Linked DNA regions of Sus scrofa: all the other regions are linked to region 3. The links are chromatin contacts, called in public HiChIP or PLAC-seq maps. All regions are on one chromosome and are shown on one strand. The core of a region is the stretch at or near the end of the contact, and the rest is flanking DNA. Distances in the headings are between cores, read along the strand shown.

Region 1 (2,700 bases), core at 125-2,624, 220 kb after region 3:
ACTCATCTAGACACTGGAATGTAGTATCTCAATTACCATGAGGTTATCATTGAAGGCCATTTGTGATTTAGTATGACAATACCATTTTGAATGTCACGTACAACTTGTGATTTTTCAATAAATTTACCTTGAAAAAAAGAATCTTGAATAAAGAAAAACTACTAACCAAAGGTGAACCAAGCTATGCATTAGGAAAAACAATTCTAAATTTAGCACCCCAAATTACAGCAAGGAAAGCCCTCACACCACCATTCACAAGTCTCAGTTTAAGCAATTTATTTTTGGCAAGCCAAATCACAGCTGTCAACGCTGGTTTTTTTCCACCCCAAAATTACATCAAGTATTTTGAAAAAATGTAGACATCTTCAACTGGGAGAAAAGTAAGTTACAAATGCCGTGTGTCGTTATAAATGCTTAACAAAAAAGTCACACGGAAGGAGGTTTTTGTTTAAAAAAAAAAAAAAAAAAGCAAACAAACAAACCCTGGAAGATGCAGCAGAGCCCCCTTGCTCCCGAAATAAAACTCCTGGTGGCTGTAACAGCAGCGGCAGCGCTACTCCCGACAGAAGTTTTCAGCTGTCACTTCTAACAGCTGAGCGCTTCCTAGGAGAGAAGCGACAGGCCGAGAAAAGAGGTGGTTGTGGGAGGTCTGAAGATTTAATACTTGAAATCTTACACTCAAGGGAAACCCTTCCGCTCTTCACCTGCACTTACGGGACACCCAGCCAGCGCAATCCCCCTCCCCCCAACACACGCTTCCACCACTCGCGCCCCACCACATTTAAGTCCACTAGCTCCAGGAATCGACCACGCGCCCTTTCTCGTTCCCTCCGCAGGCTGCTCCCAGCTGCGCTGTTCTGGGGCTAGGGGCGCGACCTGCACCTGCAAGCCCCGCAGCGGCCTCACACCTAAGGCCAGGTCCGCCCCACCCGTCCCCCCCCCACCCCCAGCTTCTGGCCGCGCGGCACCTCGGCTCCTCCCGCGGACTACTCGCTCCCCCCTGGGTCTCCGCGCTCTCGGACGCGCGGGGCTTCCAGGGCCCGCGCCACCGCCCCGGCCCTGTCACCTCGGGCCCCCCGGGACCCCGGGCCTCACCCCCTCCTCCAGCTCATCCTCAGAGCCCGCGTCCTCTGGCTGATCCAGGTCTATGTCAAACACTCCTGCCATGTCCTCAGCTTCCCTGTCTCGGAAGTCCGGCGCTGGGTAAAAGCCGTCCCGCCTCCGTCGTCGCCTCATGGGCCCGGACCCGCCGCAGCCACTGCTGCCGCTGCCGCCATCACCGGCTGCCTAGGCTCAGTGCGTCTGCGCTTAGGCCCCAGACTGGCTCCTGAAGTTCAGCACTGGAGCATGCGTACAGGATTCTGTGAAGCCGAACTGTGGGCAGTGAACATGCGTAGAACTATTGCCAGGAACCAGGTACTGGCAGAAACATGCGCAGAAGCCCAGCCGAAGCCTCTCTTGGAAGCCAGATCATGCGCATTGTCAGCTAAAGAGTTTGATGGACAGCGAGCATGCGTACCGTGTCTGAAATTGATAAATTGAAATTGAACATGCGTAATTAACCTTACTGAATAGGAAAAAAAAAAAAAAAAAACACCCACCGCGGGGAGGGCGGGGGGGAAAAAGCGCAACAAATCTCTACGTTTGTGGTACATGCGCATTCGTTCTCTGTAGTTTTTTTTTTTCTTTTGAAAGAGCATGCGCATAATAAGAGGGTTGCCCCTCGAATTTGAACCGGACAGAAACGGCTGGTTCTGGGGCTGGCAGTGAGTGGGGTTTTTGGGGAGCTGCTGGGGTGGTATAGAAAGGGAGCATCTTGGCTTTGCTAATTACTAGTTCGGTGGCTTTGCGAAAATCACATAACCTTTCAGAGCCTTAAGTTTCCTTATCTGTAAAATGAAAGTAATGACATCTATTTTGCAGGCTTGTTTGATAATTTTAAGTACAGAGTCTGGTTCCCAAACCACAGCTCTTTCCATTGCTCCGTGGACTCGGTGTGAGGTCTTAACCAAAAGTTGTCTCTTTACATTGTTAAAAATAGTGAATACTTTCTCTAATATTTCATCCCGTCTTTTTTTCCCCCCAAGCTTCGTCTCCCATGCTGTCCTCCCTGAGCTAAATACAAAGTCTTTCCTGTGTTACTGTGGTGCCTAGAACAGAAAGACGATTGGAGGGAGAAAATAATTATTTGGAAGAGAGAATATTAATGTTAATAAAATGTGCTATTGTTGAGCTAACTTCTGCATTATGTCCCTGTGGTGTGAAGTGTATGCTATGAATTCCTTCAACCGGGATTCCTTTTGTTTTTTTTTTTGTTTGTTTTAAATGCATACTTAGGAAAATAGTGATTACAAATGAAAATTTGAAAACTATTGAGCTTTATATAAATGAATTTGGGTACAGTAAATCCCAAAACCATATAAAGAAAAAGAACAACTTTCTTAAATGTTTGGCTTCTTAGACAAGATAGCTATTTTATCTACAGCGCCATAGACATATATAGTATTTTTAAAAATGTTTTTTTCTTTTAGGGTCACATCTGAGGCATATGGAAGTTCCCAGGCCTGGGGTCGAATCTGAGCCGCAGCTGCCAGCCTATGCTACAGCCTCAGCAATGTGGGATCGAAGCTGCATCTCTGAGCTATACTATAGCTCACAGCTATGTCAGATCCTTAACTCACTGAGCAAGGCCAGGGATCA
Region 2 (2,700 bases), core at 97-2,596, 160 kb after region 3:
AGATTAATCTGATTTAAGCACAGGTTCAAGGTGGATATTCAGATTAAATAGTGGGTTCAGTTGTAGTCGATTATAGGAGAAAATAAGGTGCAAAAAATTTCATGATTAAGGAGGCTCAAAAATCACACACCAGGACTTCCTGTTATGGTGCAGTGGGTTAATGATCTGGCTTGTCTCTGTGGTGGCACCAGTTCTATCCCCAGCCTGGTACAGTGGGTTAAGGATCCCAAGTTACCACATCTGTGGCATAGCTCACAGCTATGGCTGGGATTTCATCCCTGGCCAGGGACCTTTCATATGCCCCAGGAGCAGCAGAAAAAGGGGGGGAGGGAATCACACACCAGCAAACTAACTTGGGTAAAGTTGCTGTGAATGGCTTTAAATCAGCGACCGGTAATAAGACAAAGTATTCCTTTTTTTCCACTAGATATTCAACTCATGACGTGTGTGTATGTAAGCAAATGCATCCTCTCTAGTGAGGAAAGACTGAACCCCTCACCCAAGCCATTGAATGTTTAATTTCAAGACTTGTAGGAAGACCATCAAGAGTTACCTACTTGACGTCAAATTCCAGATATTAAAGGGAAAAAAACTCGAGGTTCAAAATAGAAAGGCTATTCGTGGTGGGGAGGGATGGGACAGATTCTTGGAAAACAAGTAACATTTAGAATCTATCTGGGCTGAGGATCAAGAGGTAAGCTTTTTTGTTTCATTGTTCAAAGTTTTTTTTCTTTTTTTCCCCTTTTAGGGCGACACCTGCAGCACATGTAAGTTCCTGAGCGAGGGGTCCAAACCGAGCGTCGTCCGTGCAACCCCGGAACCTTAACCCACACCCAATGGGAGAGGCCAGGGATACGAACTAGTCCGGTTCTTAAACCCCCTGAGCCACAAGGAGAACTCTCCAAACTTTTTCTTAATACACCTTTTATTTTTAGAAGTTTTAGGTTAACAATTACAGCGAAGACACTACAGAGCTCCCTAGAAAACAAGGTTTTTAAACTCTTAACTTCTACTTCCACCCCCACCTAAATTATCCTCACTTCTCCATTTCTATTCTCAGGTTTCGGCAGGGTCTTGTTCTCACAGTGCAACTTCAGAATTGTAAAGAAAACCCGAGTTCAGTTAAAACTTCACCGCCCATCCACAACTGGCTCAGCTGAGCTGGGGGAAACCAGACCGCTCCCGCCCCCGCCCGGCTCGCTCAGAGGCGCGTCGAGCCCTCGCCAACGTGGCTCCTCCAGCTCGGAACCCGGGAGACGCGAGCCAGGCGGGACCCAGGGGCTGGCGCACGGGAGGCGGGACCAGACCAGCCCCCAACGGCAGGCTCCTCCCCCGAGGGCAGGTTCTCGAAGCCAAAACATTTTTAACCTCGAAACGTCCGGATCTCTGAGGAGGGGGTGAGGAGGGGTGTAGGAGGGCAGGTTACACAAACGTACGCACAGACTGGATGCAGCTCATGGTTTAACGCAGCCGGCTGCCGGGAGTTGTGGGGCACAGACCGCTCTTCACAGCCAGCACCCCTGACGGCCTGCACCCCACTCGGGTCGGCGGCGCCCTCCCCTCGGCGCGTCGCCCGGGGGCGGGGCACGCGCGCGTGAAGACGTCCAGGGAGCGAGCGCGCGCGCGCGCGCCGCCGCCGCCGCTGCCGCCGCGGAGCTGAGTGGAGGTTGCAGGTGGTGGGGGTTTCAAGGTGATGGCCCCGGTTGAAGGCCTCGAGGCGGCGTCTGCCACAGTTCCTGCGGTCGCTGCCCGGGCCCTGGTCCGCCCATCGTCATGAGAGGTCAGGTCTGGGGGAAACGGATGAAGGAGGCGAGGGACCCCGGCGAATGGGTTCTGGGGAGAATAACTGAGGCGCTCGAAGCTCGAACGTGGGTGGAAAACTCTGACCTGGAGATTCCGGAAGAGCCGTTTGCGTTTACTTTTCTTTTTTCTCCCCTTTCTTGCTCGTGCTTGGAGGAGAGTGGGAGGGTTCTCTGTTTTAATTTATGAAAGAAGGCGCAGAAACTGTTCAGTCCAACGTCGGTCTTCGGAGGTTTGAGGAAATAAATAGTAGCAGTCGTGACGTTTGGAGCATCGGTGAAAAAGCCTTTAGTGAAAGGCAGTTAAAAACCAAACCGCCCCTCAGTAACTGGAAAAAAAAAAATTCAAACCTACGAATGAATAGAATGACATAATATCCCCTGACGTTAACCCCTGCTTCCTCCTCCAGAAACGGTTTCGTCAGCTGGATTGTGGCATCCCCGACAGCTACCCACACTCATCCTGTGGGTTATTTCCCTGCCTGTGTTCGTTCCCCTTCCCTCCACGGTGGCATTTTTAACGGGCAGACCCCGTAACTATCCTTATTCAGACCGAAGAGTTACTTAGCGATTACCTGGTGCCTCTCCAAGCCTCCCTATTTTAAAGGTATTTAGGTAACATCCTTTGAGGGGCGGGGAAAGGTAATACTCTTGGTTTTAATTATTGGAAACTTTTTAATTAACTTTGTGAAAGCTCTTTCAGCATAAAACGAAATTTGTAGGTCACCTGAGTGAAATGTTTATGATTAGTTCTCCATGATGATATTTAATAAGGAGTTAAGATTTAATTTTTTTTTCCTCCTAGCCTTTCCAAGCATTAAAAAAGAAAAAGAGATTCACACTTATGAGATGTAGAATCTGCATCAGAGATGAAAGTACTCCAGTTAGGCATAGTAAATGT
Region 3 (2,700 bases), core at 114-2,613:
TTTATTTTTTAGATAAAAATTAAAGATCTCAGTTTAGCATCGTGAAAAGAAATTCATTAGAGCGAACTTGTAATTCTGAATCTAACTTAAAGGTGCAAAGCGCAAGGTGCCAAAAATGAAACTGCTGATACATGACTGGCAGTTTACACTGGCCAACTAGTTGTGCTCCGCCCACTCAATTCACTTACCTATCACACACTCTCTTAATATTTCTCATAGGATAGGGAAAATGAAAAAAGAAAGTCACCTAAACTTTAAATCACTGATGAAGCTAAGTTACTATCCAATTGAAAACTAAATATTTGCAACAGTTGGTACTTTTGAAAGTCTTTATTGGATGTTCCCAGATCTGGGCCAACGTACACAATTATCATCCCTAAATCTAGCTTTCCCTGACTTTCCAATAAAAAAAGGAACAGCCCCCTCAAAATATGCTAAAAACGAAGGCAAATTAGACAAATACAAAAATATTTAGTGCAAAACCACAGCACCTCCTCCTCTGGTTCGCTCCACTCTCACAAACATAATGTTCTAATAAAAGCAAAATGGCTAAAAATTGTCAAAATGGCAAGTTGTTTTCAAAGTTTGAAGAAAAAACATATGAAATGGCATCTACTCCTTTTTACACAGAGCCTGAAGTCGCGCAAGGAAGAAACCAACCCCCCTATATAGTTTGACTCACAATAAAAAATGGACAACGAAAAGAGTGCTTAAGTTCCGGGGTCCGCTTTTTGGGGGGAAACCAGATGAGCAGAGTGAGACAGAAGGAGAACGGGCAATAATGGGTAAGTGTGAAGAAGGGATACACGGTCCATGAGGAGGAGAGCAACAGTTAAGCAAGAAACAGAGGGAAAGGCTAGTGTCCTGCCGGATAAGGAGCCCAAGTTAAAGACCAGACTACCAGAGGAGGGGGAAAAAGAGTCAGAAACGAGAAAAAGGGCCGACACTCGAAACACAGCGCCCGGGACCGCCGGAGAGGACCGCGGCCGCCGGGCTGGTGCCGAGCTGGCCGCCGCGCCGGCTCCGGCTCCGGCTGGGCCTAGCCCGGGGACTCCGGCATCTGGAACCGACCCGGACCCCCTCCCCCACGGCCCAAGGGCGCACCTCGCGGCCCCTCCCCCAACGCCCGCTCGCCGTGGCCCCCGCCCCGCACTCACCAGGCAGAAGAGGTTACAGTGACAATCTTCCAGGCTGGCCCCGTTCGGCACGAAGGAGGAACTCATCGTCCCTCACAGCAGCCGTCGCCGGCGCCACAACCCACCATCCGCCATTACCGCCGCCTCCGACCAGAGAGAGAAACACAGACACCGGGGAGGGCGGGGGGGTGGTGGTTGGGGGGCGGTGGAAGAGGAGGCCGCCGGGCCGCCCGCCCTCCCCACCCACCCCCCCGCCGCCGCGAGCAGTCCCCGCCGCCCGGCCGGCACCCAGCCGCCCGGGGCCGAGAGCCGGAGGCGGGAGGGCCGCGCCGCGCTCGCCCCGCGGGCCGGACTGCGGCCGCCGCGGAGCCCGCGGACGCCCGTCCCTCTCGGGGACAGAGGGGATGTGTGCCCCTGCCACAAGAAAATATAATAAATTACACAATAAATAATTAAAATCGAGTCCGAGAGGGCAGATCCCAGGCCCTGGAGGGCTCTCCCGGGCGGGGAGGCGCCCGCAGAGGGGCGGGAAGGGCGAGAACCGGGAGAGAAGCCCAGGCCCCCGACCCGGCAGCGGCGATGTCCTTAAGCCCAGAGTCTCCTCAGTGGCGGAGGTGGTGGCGGCGTCTGCGGGCTCAGACCATTCTCTGGCTGTGTCTTCGTGTCGTCCCTGGGCCAAGCCGGCCTAACGTCCGCTCTCCTGCGGCCTCACCGCCGGGACGCCGTAGTCTCCCCCATTTTGTGGGCCCAGCGGGCGGTGTTTTTCCCCCTTTAATCCGAATTCACGGGTTTTCCCTTCGCTTTAATGGCGGCCACAGGGACCAGCTCGCCCTCTCTGCTCGCCCATTGGCCGCCTGGAGGTCACGTGCGCCCGGGCTCCGTGGGGAGGGGGAGAGAGAAGGGAGCGAAGGAGAGCCGGGAAGCTTTCAGCAGAGGCGGTGAGCCCAGGGGGACTGGGCAGCCAGCTGGTGGCTACTAAGATAGCGCCATCTGCTGGGTGCCCCGGCCACCGTGAGATGACCCAGGGCCCTGGCCCTATCTTACTTCTTCCCGGGGAATTTACAGGGTTCACATAACAAATCTGGGAATTACGTTGAAATCCGTTTGAATTCCTTAGAAGTGTTGCAAAAATTCCTAGATCTTCTCCTTTATTCTACAAGGCCACTGGGGTGCAGCGCAAACCCGTGGGCCTGGGAGTTAGATCTGCGATAGGACTCAGCCGCTTGAAAGTTGTGATATTACGAACGAAACGTAAATGAAACAATATAGTCATGCGGCTAACAGCCTGGGAGTTAGAGCCCCACTGCTTGGGTTTGAAGCTTGAGAGAATCACTTACCTCTCTGTCTCAGTTTCCTCATCTGTAAAATGAGGAAAACATATCCCCTGCCTCACAGGGTTGTTGTGGTAATTGAATTAATACAAAGAAAGCAGGTAGACAAGTGCTGGGCACAGATATGCATTGTTTAGACTGATCTATTGTTGTTGTCATCATTACCTCATATGGTTATTGTAAGGAGTAAGTGAACCAGTGTATGTAAAGTGCCCATTAGAGTGTCATCTCCA
Region 4 (2,700 bases), core at 130-2,629, 160 kb before region 3:
ACTAAGATCCAAATCCCTAATTTAAAAACTGTTGCAAGGGAGAAAATGCCTTGGCATATGTAGGTGCTCAATAATTCTTACGTAAACGTCAATAGGGTATAATGCAAAGAAAATAAGCCTTAAAGTGGAATTGCACTGTGAATTACTTAATCTCACAGAGCCTGTTTCTTCATCTGTAAAATGGAGATAATATAATACTATCTACCTGATAGGGCTTTTATGAAAATTAGCCAGGCACTGAGTCAAAAATTAAATACGGGTAATGTATAGAATGTGCCTAAACTCCAGTATCTGATACAGAGGAAGTGATCTACTTTAATCTCCACCTCTTCTAAACCAACTTAACCTAGGATACATAGATGTAATTCAAAGACTGTGTGTAATCTTTTGATATTGCATGCATAAGTTTCTGTATATGACTGTATTTTTTAAGAGAAAGTCCATAGATTTCTCATTCCCAGATATATATCCTAAGGAAATAACTAAAAATAAAAGGGAAATGATATACACTGTTATCAACTGAGGAATTATTTGCAATAGTGAAGAAATGCTAAATTCCATGTGGGGATGAAGAGATGGGTTAAAATCTCAATTCCACATAGTATAAAGCCTGTCACAACCTTAACCATAGTTATTTGTCCCCAGAGAAATTAAGAATCACTATTCTTAGGTAGTTTCCAGTTGTAACATTTTGTGCTTCCATCTGTGAAGCTCTGAGAACGATATTTGTGGAATCTAAATCCTTAATCTAACCAACAACTCAAGGCTGGCCTAGTAACTCAGATATAACCTAGAAAGCAATCCATCCCCACCCCCACCCCCACCCGTGGTGGCAACTGGCAACAAAAAGGGGTCGCTTCCTCTACACACTGGATAAAGGACAAAACTTATCTGGCTCCGCCGTAGCCCCCTCCCAAGAGTAACGAAAAGCCCCAGACTCGTAGAAGGCCTCTGCTCCAAGGAGGTAAAAGCAGGCTTCCTCCCCACCCCCCACAGGTTTTCGTCCTCATATTCCCTCCTCCCTCAGCAAACCCCGATCCCCAAGGCCCTGGGGATCCACTCCACACCGATGGGCTTGCAAGGCGGGTGGACAAAAGCAAAAGGCACCCTTCTGGCAGGCTTTGCGCCCTCCCCGCGAGAGACAGACTTGCCCGCCCGGCGGAAAATCAAACAATGCCGACTGGGCTCCGATTCTCGGGATAAAGGAAGCCGAAACTTGCAAGCAAACACAGAGAAGTTCCGGCAAAGAGAGGTCCTAGCCTCCCTCTCTTCCTCCCAAGGATGCTACTCCCAGTCGCGGGATTACGTACCTCTTACTTTTTCTCCCCTCAGCTCCCAAGTACAACACTCCAGCGGACGAATTCCCGCCTCCCACCCCTCGACTCCCAGCACCCAATCGCCGGGCGAAGTCAGACAACCAATCACTCGCCAAGACCAGAAACCAGGCAACCAATCCCGACGCGAGGTCAGGGGGCGCGCACGCTGGCACCCAATGGAGGACTCCGCCGTAAAGACCAACCCCAGCTACACGGAGGCATGGGAAGGCGAGCTCCTTGGCGGTGAAGGACTCCCGCAGATCCCAAGAAGATAAAGGGATACAGTTTGCTGTGTTAGACTTCTGGAAACCGGTGATTTAAGCCGTGGCTCAGTTTCCTTGGAAATTCGAAGTCTCATTTTTAAGGTCTCTAGACCAAGCGAGAGGAAACACGCCAAGTTCTCTCAGCATTTCTCAGCGCCACTCGATTCAAATTTCCGAACTTTCCGGTACCCAGAGTAATGAAAGGAAATGGCCAGACTTCTGAGCCAAACGAGGCGAAAAAGTTGGATGACAGCTGGCTACAGAATCTCCTGATATTCAAGGCTTTCTTAGAGACCACATTCAACTGGAAACGCTCTCCAGCACCAGATCACTCTTAATTCCATTAAAGCTTATCAGCCTTCTGTCCTTCCTAAGACCAATTTGTTCTTTGCCAAGAAATACACTTCGGTTTCCTCAAAGGTAGGGGGGTTAATCATGATCTCGCCAAATTGATATTTAAAAAAAAACAATCCTCTACCTAAACTTGGCTCAAATGGCTACTCTCCCAAAAAAGCAAGACCTGAAACATTTTCTCAGATTCCGAGAAACCAGTTTGGGGAGAGAGGTTTGCTGCAGAAGGGAGCAACAAAAGTCGAGTTTGCTTGCCTCACTTTCAGTTTTACTACATCTTCCCCAAATGACAAAACAGTCATAAAAATAAATTCTACCCTTTAATTTAGTAATCTCGGGCTCAGAAATTTACCCTAAAGAAGTAATCTAAAAGAAAGAAAAGTAATAATAGCTCTAGTGACAACAAGTTCTATTCTTTTTATTTATTTATTTTTAACAAGGCCTATTCTAATACTGAAAAAAAAAAAAAACCCTAACTTCCCAGGGAGATGATTATATCAATTCAATCATTATGGAACCGATAAAATAAATGTAAAACCAAACAACCTGCCAAAACTCCATAACGTTAAATGAAAAAAAGCAGACTCCAAACTGGGTTATTATGAATTTCATTATGTGAAAATACATATTCATAAGCCAAGATGAAGGAAAAGTACAAAAAGTGTAATTTACTGTTAAGACAGTGCAATGGAGGATAGTTTATAAAAATAAATCCTTAAAACTACCTTCAAATTATTATTCTGCTTTTACAAATGTTTTAAATCATCAAA

Evidence for each region. HiChIP or PLAC-seq counts read pairs in DNA pulled down with a chosen protein or histone mark.
Region 1: a contact with region 3 is called in an H3K27ac HiChIP or PLAC-seq map of alveolar macrophages. The contact joins the promoter of RPS6KB1 here to the promoter of MED13 in region 3. A contact is called at or near these places in 2 of 47 Hi-C or Micro-C datasets (embryonic fibroblasts and skeletal muscle) and 1 of 2 datasets of contacts at active chromatin or transcription factors (alveolar macrophages).
Region 2: a contact with region 3 is called in an H3K27ac HiChIP or PLAC-seq map of alveolar macrophages. The contact joins the promoter of RNFT1 here to the promoter of MED13 in region 3. A contact is called at or near these places in 1 of 5 promoter capture datasets (fetal skeletal muscle), 2 of 47 Hi-C or Micro-C datasets (heart right ventricle and skeletal muscle) and 2 of 2 datasets of contacts at active chromatin or transcription factors (alveolar macrophages and skeletal muscle).
Region 4: a contact with region 3 is called in an H3K27ac HiChIP or PLAC-seq map of alveolar macrophages. The contact joins the promoter of BRIP1 here to the promoter of MED13 in region 3. A contact is called at or near these places in 11 of 47 Hi-C or Micro-C datasets (alveolar macrophages, embryonic fibroblasts, fetal skeletal muscle and 5 more) and 2 of 2 datasets of contacts at active chromatin or transcription factors (alveolar macrophages and skeletal muscle).

Annotation. Positions count from the first base shown.
Region 1 is chr12:36,110,258-36,112,957 of Sscrofa11.1, reverse strand. RPS6KB1 (ribosomal protein S6 kinase beta-1) reads right to left here and starts at 1,374. Exons shown (of 15, transcript XM_003131671.5): 1 at 1,096-1,374. The coding sequence starts at 1,236. TUBD1 (tubulin delta chain) reads left to right here and starts at 1,652. Exons shown (of 6, transcript XM_013981124.2): 1 at 1,652-1,766.
Region 2 is chr12:36,173,781-36,176,480 of Sscrofa11.1, reverse strand. It overlaps RNFT1 (RING finger and transmembrane domain-containing protein 1), which reads left to right and starts at 1,346. Exons shown (of 9, transcript XM_021067295.1): 1 at 1,346-1,780. LOC102157680 (a long non-coding RNA gene) reads right to left here and starts at 1,564. Exons shown (of 5, transcript XR_001299904.2): 1 at 1,441-1,564.
Region 3 is chr12:36,332,404-36,335,103 of Sscrofa11.1, reverse strand. MED13 (mediator of RNA polymerase II transcription subunit 13) reads right to left here and starts at 1,363. Exons shown (of 31, transcript XR_002337203.1): 1 at 1,158-1,363.
Region 4 is chr12:36,496,817-36,499,516 of Sscrofa11.1, reverse strand. It overlaps BRIP1 (Fanconi anemia group J protein), which reads right to left and starts at 1,379. Exons shown (of 21, transcript XM_021067301.1): 1 at 1,311-1,379.